3 separate regions of the Sus scrofa genome follow, and regions 1 and 2 are each linked to region 3. Evidence: chromatin contacts called from public Hi-C data. All regions are on one chromosome and are shown on one strand. Each heading gives the region's core, a stretch centred on a gene start, on an enhancer-like site or on the middle of the called end of the contact. The rest is flanking DNA. Distances are from core to core; before and after follow the strand shown.

Region 1 (2,700 bases), core at 192-2,691, 250 kb before region 3:
CTGCACCCCTTCAGGTAATTTGTTAGAATGTAGGGAAGAATGTGCTATGGAATGTCTTTCCATTGGGCAGGGGAGTCGCTCTTTTTTTAAATGAGGGACTTCATGGTAATTATTGGCAATGACACCAAAAATCAGAGGTCAGTCTAAACACCTATGTACAGATGCTAATGGATAAAAGATTGGCCTTAGACTACTTCCCAGCTATCTGAAATAAGACTTACTGGTCCTTCCCTCTCAACCCCCCCACCCATCCAACCCCTCCACACACAAACTTCTTGGCCAAACAAATGAACAATTTTCAGAGAGTATAAAACTTTTCCTCCTTCTTGATGGAAACTTTAAAGTTTACTTAATGAAATTTGACTTCCACAACTTAGTCCTACAAAATAAAACCTTTAAGGAAATATGTCTCTCCTCAAAGGATGGTCCTGGGACGCTTGGACACACGAGTTGTTTCGGTTGTCGAGAATAAGGCGCCCAGTTAGGCATGCTCCCCTCCACTGATGCCTGGAATTACTGTAGAAGAGGAACTCAGGCCTTAGGAAATTCTGTACTAAGATTCTCCTGGGAAAGTTCAAAGCCACAATTTGAGAGCCAGGTGAGACGTTGCAGCATAACCTACAAGACATGTGACTACTTCCTCAGATCCTAAAGAATCCCACTGCCATTCACCAGAGCAAAAATGACTCCTCTCATAGAGACTGCGCCTGGCCAGAAACCTGTTTCCCTTCCAGCGCGGCCCCGTCCCTGGGCTGCGAATCCCGCCCCCTCCATGCCCCGGACCAATGAGAAGGCGCGTCATTCCCTCCCAGTTGCCATGGTGCCGAGTCCCTCCCATTACTCACCAGATGTGCGGCGGCTGGTCCAGACGATGGAAGCGGGTGGCGAAGGACATTAGCGTCACCAGGGCCAGTAGAGCCCACTGGCCGACCGCCTCGAAGCGCCGCGAGCCCGGAACAGGCCGTTTGGGGCTCCGCGCTGTAGTCTCGGCAGCCGCATCCGCGCCCACGGCCCTTGGAGCCTGGGACCCACAGCGGCCCCTCCGGGGACGCAGCTCGGACCCTGCCAGGCCTCCGCCCACCGCCGGTGGCATCCTTACCCTTCTCAGGATGGCCCTCCGGCCTGCAAGCGCGCTGGGTCTTGCGAGCTGTCCGGCCAAGAAGTTACCAAGGGACTTCTCGGGGTTCCTTGGGAAATGTAGTTCCCTGCGCCGGCAGCAGGGCGCCAGGCCCCGGCCTCTAGGCTGGGCGGGGAGTGCGGTCGCCGCCCGGGCCGCTAGGAGGCGGCCAGTGGCGCAGAGCATGACTTCCGGGCGGGCCGGGCCCGGAAGAAAACAGGAGCAAAGAACTACAATTCCCAGCAGCCCCCGGGGCGGAGGCGGGGCGGAAAGGGCGGGGCCAGCCAGAAGAGCCCTAAAAGCTCGTTCTAATCCAACCCTTCACGTTACCGACACGAAAACCGAAGTTCTGACGTGTCGGGATCTCACTGGGCCTAAATCGTCGACGGGTCAGAGTCTTAGGCGTGAAGTTTCCTGGTCGGGAAGAAAGGTCGTCTGAATTAGGAGATGCAAGCGGGGAAGGTCTGTGCCACGCATCAGGGGAGAGGGGGCGCTACTTGCTGGGTGGGCGAGTTCAAAGGTGAGCCGCTCGGCCCCGCCCCCAGCTCCGACAGCGACTCCCAGCATGCTGTTGGCTGCGGTGGCCCCTTTCTGCGCCTGCGCGCTGTCCGCTGGGGCCTGTGGTCGAGGCAGGATTGGCCCCGCAGCGCTGCGTCCAGGTGTAGCGTCCCGGGCTTGGTTGGTGCCCTTGCGCTTCACCTTTCTCCCCCTACCCGATCTTCTAGAACTTCCGAACGTTGTCCCTCGTCTCCCTTTTTGGCGCAGCACTGCATGTCTCTTTCCCGACCAGGCCGCACGATAGGTCCAATCGGTTAACATATGGCCTTACAGGGTTGTTTGCATTTTGAAGGGGTTTGCATTGCTAGGGGCGAGGGGAGGCTGTGGCACTTTTCGTCATCACAATCACTTGGGGAACTTAACCGGTTTTAATTTGCGTCTCCTGGGCCCGCCCCAGAACCACTGTATCAATCTCTGGAGGAAGGAACCCAGAATCTGCATGTTTAATAAGCTCCCTGTTGAAACTTATTAAAGTTTGTGAAAGAGCCGCTATTTGAGCTCAAAGGAAGGTGGTGGCACATCAGGCGGAATATAGCACCACTTTCACAATGTGTAACCCTTTCACGTCCAAATGGGATTATAGGAGTCTTTCTTGAAAATCGTGTGTAAGAAATGGTTTAAAAATAAAATCTGAGAGTTCCCACCATAGTGGGGATATGCTGTAAGGCACCTTCGATCCCCAGCCCCATATAGTGGGTTAAGGATCTGCCTTGCTGCAGCTACAGCTCAGATTCAGTCCTTGGCCTGAGAACCTCCATATGCTGTGGATGTAGCCTTAAAAAGAAAAACAAAAGTGAGAAAAAAAATAAAAGGCTATTTTTCTTTTCTGTCTTTTTTTTTTTTTTTTTTTTTTTTTTTTAGGGCTGCACCCATAGCATGTAAATGTTCCCAGGCTAGGGGTTGAATCGGAGCTGTAGCCACTGGCCTACACCATAGTCACAGCAAGGCTGGATCAGAGCCGCATCTGAGAGTACACCACAGCTGACCGCAACACCGGATCCTTAACCCAGTGAGTGAGGCCAGGG
Region 2 (2,744 bases), core at 108-2,607, 130 kb before region 3:
ATCTGTAAGTGTCTACGAATAAGCACAGAATATGTCTAACAAATCCAATAATCCACCAGAGGACTTCTGGAATCTTTTTTAACCATGCAATGGCAATGAACACGTGACACTAGTTTGTACTTCCAGCATCAAATCAGAACCAAGATCTACTCAGTAAATAAAAAGACAATCATTTAATCGTTCTAGAATTTATAAAACCACCAGGTGCAATTTTAAGAGTGACTATGAAAGGTGCTTCCGCACGACTTAAAATACTTCAGGGCTTGTCCTTGTCACTTGTTTACTGAGAACCCACAATACTGGATAGTAGATCCGAGGGGAGAACAGGAACACGATAAGGAAAAGAAAACGGACACCCCCAAAATATCTACAACCAACACGCTCCCTGCCTCAGAACACCCCAGAAGCCAGCTACTGAGAAGTCATATTCGGATTCATTTAACATCTTCCGAGCCAGGCCTACAAAGGTGCGGCTATGAACTGAGACGAGGAAATGTGGCTTAAACTAGGAAGACTCCACGGGCCACGTCCAGGAAACACGGATCTACAGAAGCGGCCAGAGCCCAGGAGAACCCTGGTGGGGCAGAAGTTCGTTCAAAATCACCTGTTCGGGCTCATTCGCAGCCCCAACACCGAGTGTACACTGGCTCCCAACCCAGGGGTCAGGGGGACTGAAACAAGAGTCAGGCCTGGGAGGTCTGGGGACGCCTCAAAGAATAGGGGGGAAGATATGGATGCGGAGAGGCTGAACTCAGCCAGATACGTGGCCCAAGGGGTTTGGGACACCCTCACCTCTTCCACACCGAGCCCTCCCTCTCAGGTCAGCGCCAGACTCTTCCGCCGCTGGACCAGCCTTTCTACACAATCTTTGCGACATAGAAAAGGGGCGGAAGGGGATAGTCTCGGAGAGAGGCGGGAGGAGGTGTCGCAGAGGGGGAGGAACCATGAGTCAAAAAGGAAGCCACATCGCATTATGGAAGTTGTAGTTCTCGCCGCCTCGATCATCCGACGCTGCCTGGACAGACTCCGGGCCTCATGACTACAACTCCCAGAACACCCAGCGCACCGTGCTTAGGAGGTTTCCTCTACAGGTTGCACGACCTTCCGCGGTTATTTTGCAGGGTCACTGAAGACTACAACTCCCATGAGGCTCAACAGGGCAGATTAAGGGTTCAGGGAAACAGTGAGACTTGTCTTTTGGGTCTCTGCGGGTGGGGAATGGTCGTGTTGAGGGTTGCATTTCGGGCCTTTTACGGGATAACCCGAAGGAGTTAGCAGGAGCCCTAGAGCAGTGGGAAGCTAAGGTCCGACGAGGGGGAACGGAAGTACCCGGTAGGACGGAGGAGGAGCCGGAAGTTGAGGCGGGGAGGGGCGGGGGGTGGAGGGAAAAGCAAGCTAGGAGGATCTGCGGCCGCTTCTAGTAGTTTCCAGGCGCTGCCGGGCGGCTGGGACCGGGCGGTCCTGAGGCTGTGGCTGTGGCTGCTTAGGCGCTGGTGGCGGCGCGATAGGCGAGCCGATGGCTAAGTGGGGTGAGGGCGACCCACGCTGGATCGTGGAGGAGCGGGCGGACGCCACCAACGTCAACAACTGGCATTGGTGAGGGCCAGCGGGCCAGGCCGCGGGAACGCTACGGCAGGGCCGGGGTTACAGGGTCCCCGGAACCTCTGCCGGGACAAAGCTGGGGCCGAGGCATCCCTACCTGCCCGGAGATGGGCGTGGGTGTTTCTTGTTGTGGGGGTCCGTAGTTCCAGGTTCCTCTACTCTCCGGTCTCCGTTTCAGTTTGGCGGAGGGGGGCGCAGGGGGTACGACGTGGAGGGCTGCGCCCCAGAGGAGGGGTTTCAGATATAAGAGAACATAACCCCTAGCAGCTGTATTCAGCCTGGGCAGAGAGGTGCTTCCCACACGTGGCCGGAGAAGTCACTGAGACCCAAACCGTCGCGGACTGTATTCGGAGATTGCAGGGTTAGGCTGCGGAGGGTTAGGATTTCTATTTTTCCACTGACGGGTGGAATTTAAAAGTAAGTCATAGCGAACCGCTGCCTCACTCCAGAAGGCTAAGGTTTGGAACGTGTTCAGCAGGTGCTTAGAGTTCAGTGATGCTCAAGGCGCCACGGCCTCTCACCCGGAACTGTTAAGTGATTGTATTGTAATTACAGGGACTGCCCCTTGTTGCCGGGCAATCGTGGTTTTATAACCTGACCACTTGAAAGCCTACCATTCTTCATGAAATCTTCTGGAAGTAATGTTTTCTTTTAAGTCCACTGAACTCTGTTCATACTGTCTTTATTTTTACTTTGTTGTAGTTCTTTTTACTGTTTTCTCTACTTAGTAAGTTGGGAGGTAGGTAGTTTTTCTTCTCTGTATCTCAGCCCGCCACTTCTCCTCTTAACATAATGTGCTTGACTTAATTTTTTTTTGTTTCTTTGAAAGTCCTTGGCTTAACATTGATTTTCTAGCTATTTAGAGGGCGCAGAATGTGTAGAGCATTTTGTGGCACGCTTGAATTTAACAGGTCAAATACTGCTTATGAGGTTAAAATTATTGGTTTATTTCTCACTGGACCTTTTAGCTCAATAGTGCATTCTCTAGACAGTAGTGTGCTCCTGACCTCAGCAAGCTGTGCACAGTTTTCCACTTGGTCAGACGGGGGCGCCATGTAAAATTACCAAATTCCCACCCTAGCACTATCATTGCTGAGAAAGGAAAGCAGATTTTTCTTTTCTTTTCTTTTTTTTTTCTTTTT
Region 3 (2,700 bases), core at 25-2,524:
GGAGGCTGCCAGATACTTATGGTAATGCCAAATTCTAGTACAACAGTTACACTTCCTGCTATGGGGAACAGACTACTTTTGAAAAAAATGATTTCCTTAATATCTGAGAGAGCTCTTTATAAGTGTTAAAGTCAATTGCAAATTTCATACCCTCCTTTCCACCAACACTGATCTTGCATCTTTTTAACCACCTCGTCTTTAAAAACCATTTCAACAAAATAACTGTCAGTCCAGAGAAGTGGAAAGTTGGTAATGATTGCCTTGAAGTCAGAACTTTTCAAAATATTTCAGAACAGCTTGGATTTCGTTGGTGATTCAGCCTTGGTTAATTAACAGAAAGATTCATCACAAGTCGCCATCAGGCTAAACAATCCCCTTGCGTGACGGCGCTCTTGCTCAAAGGGTCAAAAAGGACCACCTGGTCCCCAGGATGGGCTCTCACCTCGGGCCAAGATCATAATGCTTTTGAGGCACTGGCCCGGGTTCAAGGGCAGATTGGTGGTTGAACGTCCTGCTTGTAGAAGAGGGTAGTTACGTGGTAGGAGAAGACAGGGTGTGTTTCCGCCCGGTACCACCTCCTAACTTTCTCTGCCTCCCAAGGACCCTAAACGAGGTTTTCCCTTGAGGGCTTCATGGCTCTAGGAGGAAGCAACTACCTGAAGGGCATAGAAGGGAGTCTTGGGAGAAAAAAATCTACAGCCCACGAGTGGATCCTCCCGGTGTCGGAGAAAGCACTCCCTGCTTCTCCTGGGGGACGGCCCCACTTCTGGCGGGATTGGGTAGAGGAAGCAGAGCCCAAACCTCCCTAGGGCGGAGAGGAAGACCTCAGGCGCTGAGAGATAGGAGAGCCCCTGCGCCGCCCTTGAGCCTTCCGGCCCGGGGCAGGCCCGGTCAGTGCCAGGACACGGCCGCTAGCACACCTGAGCAGCGCCCGCTCCCGCTGAGGGTCACCGCGACCTCGCCCGGCCGGGGCACCTCTCCGCACGGGGCAGCTCGCGGTGTCCCCACCCACCGCCCCCGGCCCGGCCGCCTGGTCCCACGTACCTGGCCGGCAGCGGCTGCGGCGGCAGCGGCGCTGCTCCTCACGTACCCGTTCCGCACCTCCCCGTTCGCCACGCAGCCGTTCGCCCGCACCGGGCGACGGCAGCAGCCTTCGGGACCCGACCGCATCATCCCAGCAGCACCAAGCGCGAGGCAGGATCTGTACGCGGCGGGCAAAGCAGCGGCGGCTCCAAGTCCCGCTCCGCACCCCTCCCACCACCCCGAAACCGGAAATGGCTGCACGCCGCAGCCAATTCCCTGCCGGGCCGTCACGGGGGGGCGGGGCCCGTTCCCTCCCAGGCTGCGACTCGCCCTAGACCGAGCCCGGGAGCGGGAGACTGGGCGGGGAGCGCGGGAGGGTGGTGAGCCTGAGGACTGCTGGCCAATCGAGGAGGCGGAGGCGGACCCCGGATTCCTGTCTGGCCAATCACCGGCGAGAATAAAGCGGCTGGCAGGTGTCGAGGGTGTGTTCCATAGGGGCCCTTCAACCTGACATCCCCGCTGAGCCCGAGTGTTTAGAGCAGGTTCCCTCTTCTTCAGGGCAGGTCAGTGCCAGGACACGGCCCTCTCTGCCCTTGCCTCCGGGGAAGTTCTCGGGTTTGAATCCCAGCCTGAGACAGGGCTTTTTTATTTAATTTGCGAATTCTGTGTTTTTATAGAATGCACTTTTTGATATTCCCTCACCATTCTTCAGTAACCGCTGTACATTAATACATTTTTTAAGTAATAACTCAAATGTCTCTTTGCCCTTCGCATCTGTCCCTATCAGGGTTTCTGTACAATTTCCTTAAAAGAACACTTCCTTGAAAGTCAAGAAACTGGCCTTATTCCAGCTCTGCCAGTAACCGGAAGCTAAACCTTGAGTATTTAACCACTTTGGGAGCCAAATCCTTTAAAATGGAGTTAATACTTCCTGCTTCATAGACATTGCAAGAATTATATTAATAAGGCATTGTGCATCTGTCACATATGTGGCCCATACCAGAAGCATAATATATATATTATATTATATTATATATATATTATTCTATATATAACTATATTTAGTTATATTTATATATTTATATATTTATATTTAGTTATTAAAAAATAAGGAAATGGATCTACATTATAGCAAGCAAACTTTTGGTTACCCATAAAGAATTTAGTGTCACATTTAAGAATATGGAATAAGAGTCAGTCTGGATTTGAATCCTGGCTTGTGCCACTTACTAGCTAAGTGACCTCTATTTGTCTTCATCTGTTCAATGGAGATAATGGTAATTGTCCTGAGGATTTAATGAGTTAATACATGCTGTGTATTTTGTACGGGACCTAGCAATTAGTAAACATTTCTAAGTGTTAATTATTATTAATTGCTCAATGGACCCTTTCGCCTGCATTCCTCCCCCACCCCCTAGGAGCTTTAGAAAGGGGGTTGACAAGTTATCAGTTTTTATGATTCAGTTGCTGAACAACCTAACAGCAGGTAGGCAGAGCAGACATCCTCTTTGAATCGACAAACACCATGATCTCAAAGAATGCAATTTTGAGATAGACCTAGGATGCTAAAAAGAAGCATATGGTTTGCCTCTCACATACAATAAGAGAAGATGAACATATATAAACAACAATAAAAGGCTGACCCAAGCGGGATTGACTAGGTAGCAAGAGTTCTGA

What was found. Hi-C and Micro-C count contacts between places; a contact is called where the count stands out from the background.
Region 1: a Hi-C map of mesenteric adipose tissue shows a contact between it and region 3, with 1.7 times the contacts expected there. The contact joins the promoter of GSTZ1 here to the promoter of SPTLC2 in region 3. A contact is called at or near these places in 2 of 47 Hi-C or Micro-C datasets (heart right ventricle and mesenteric adipose tissue).
Region 2: a Hi-C map of skeletal muscle shows a contact between it and region 3, with 2.7 times the contacts expected there. The contact joins the promoter of AHSA1 here to the promoter of SPTLC2 in region 3. A contact is called at or near these places in 5 of 47 Hi-C or Micro-C datasets (embryonic fibroblasts, heart right ventricle, liver and 1 more) and 1 of 2 datasets of contacts at active chromatin or transcription factors (alveolar macrophages).

Annotation. Positions count from the first base shown.
Region 1 is chr7:100,390,831-100,393,530 of Sscrofa11.1, forward strand. It overlaps GSTZ1 (glutathione S-transferase zeta 1), which reads left to right and starts at 1,442. Exons shown (of 9, transcript NM_001243638.1): 1 at 1,442-1,579. The coding sequence starts at 1,565. It overlaps POMT2 (protein O-mannosyl-transferase 2), which reads right to left and starts at 1,334. Exons shown (of 21, transcript XM_001926162.6): 1 at 846-1,334. The coding sequence starts at 1,303.
Region 2 is chr7:100,509,239-100,511,982 of Sscrofa11.1, forward strand. It overlaps AHSA1 (activator of 90 kDa heat shock protein ATPase homolog 1), which reads left to right and starts at 1,358. Exons shown (of 9, transcript XM_001928890.6): 1 at 1,358-1,596. The coding sequence starts at 1,517. VIPAS39 (spermatogenesis-defective protein 39 homolog) reads right to left here and starts at 926. Exons shown (of 20, transcript XM_003356755.4): 1 at 793-926.
Region 3 is chr7:100,637,699-100,640,398 of Sscrofa11.1, forward strand. It overlaps SPTLC2 (serine palmitoyltransferase 2), which reads right to left and starts at 1,275. Exons shown (of 12, transcript XM_021099554.1): 1 at 1,045-1,275. The coding sequence starts at 1,173.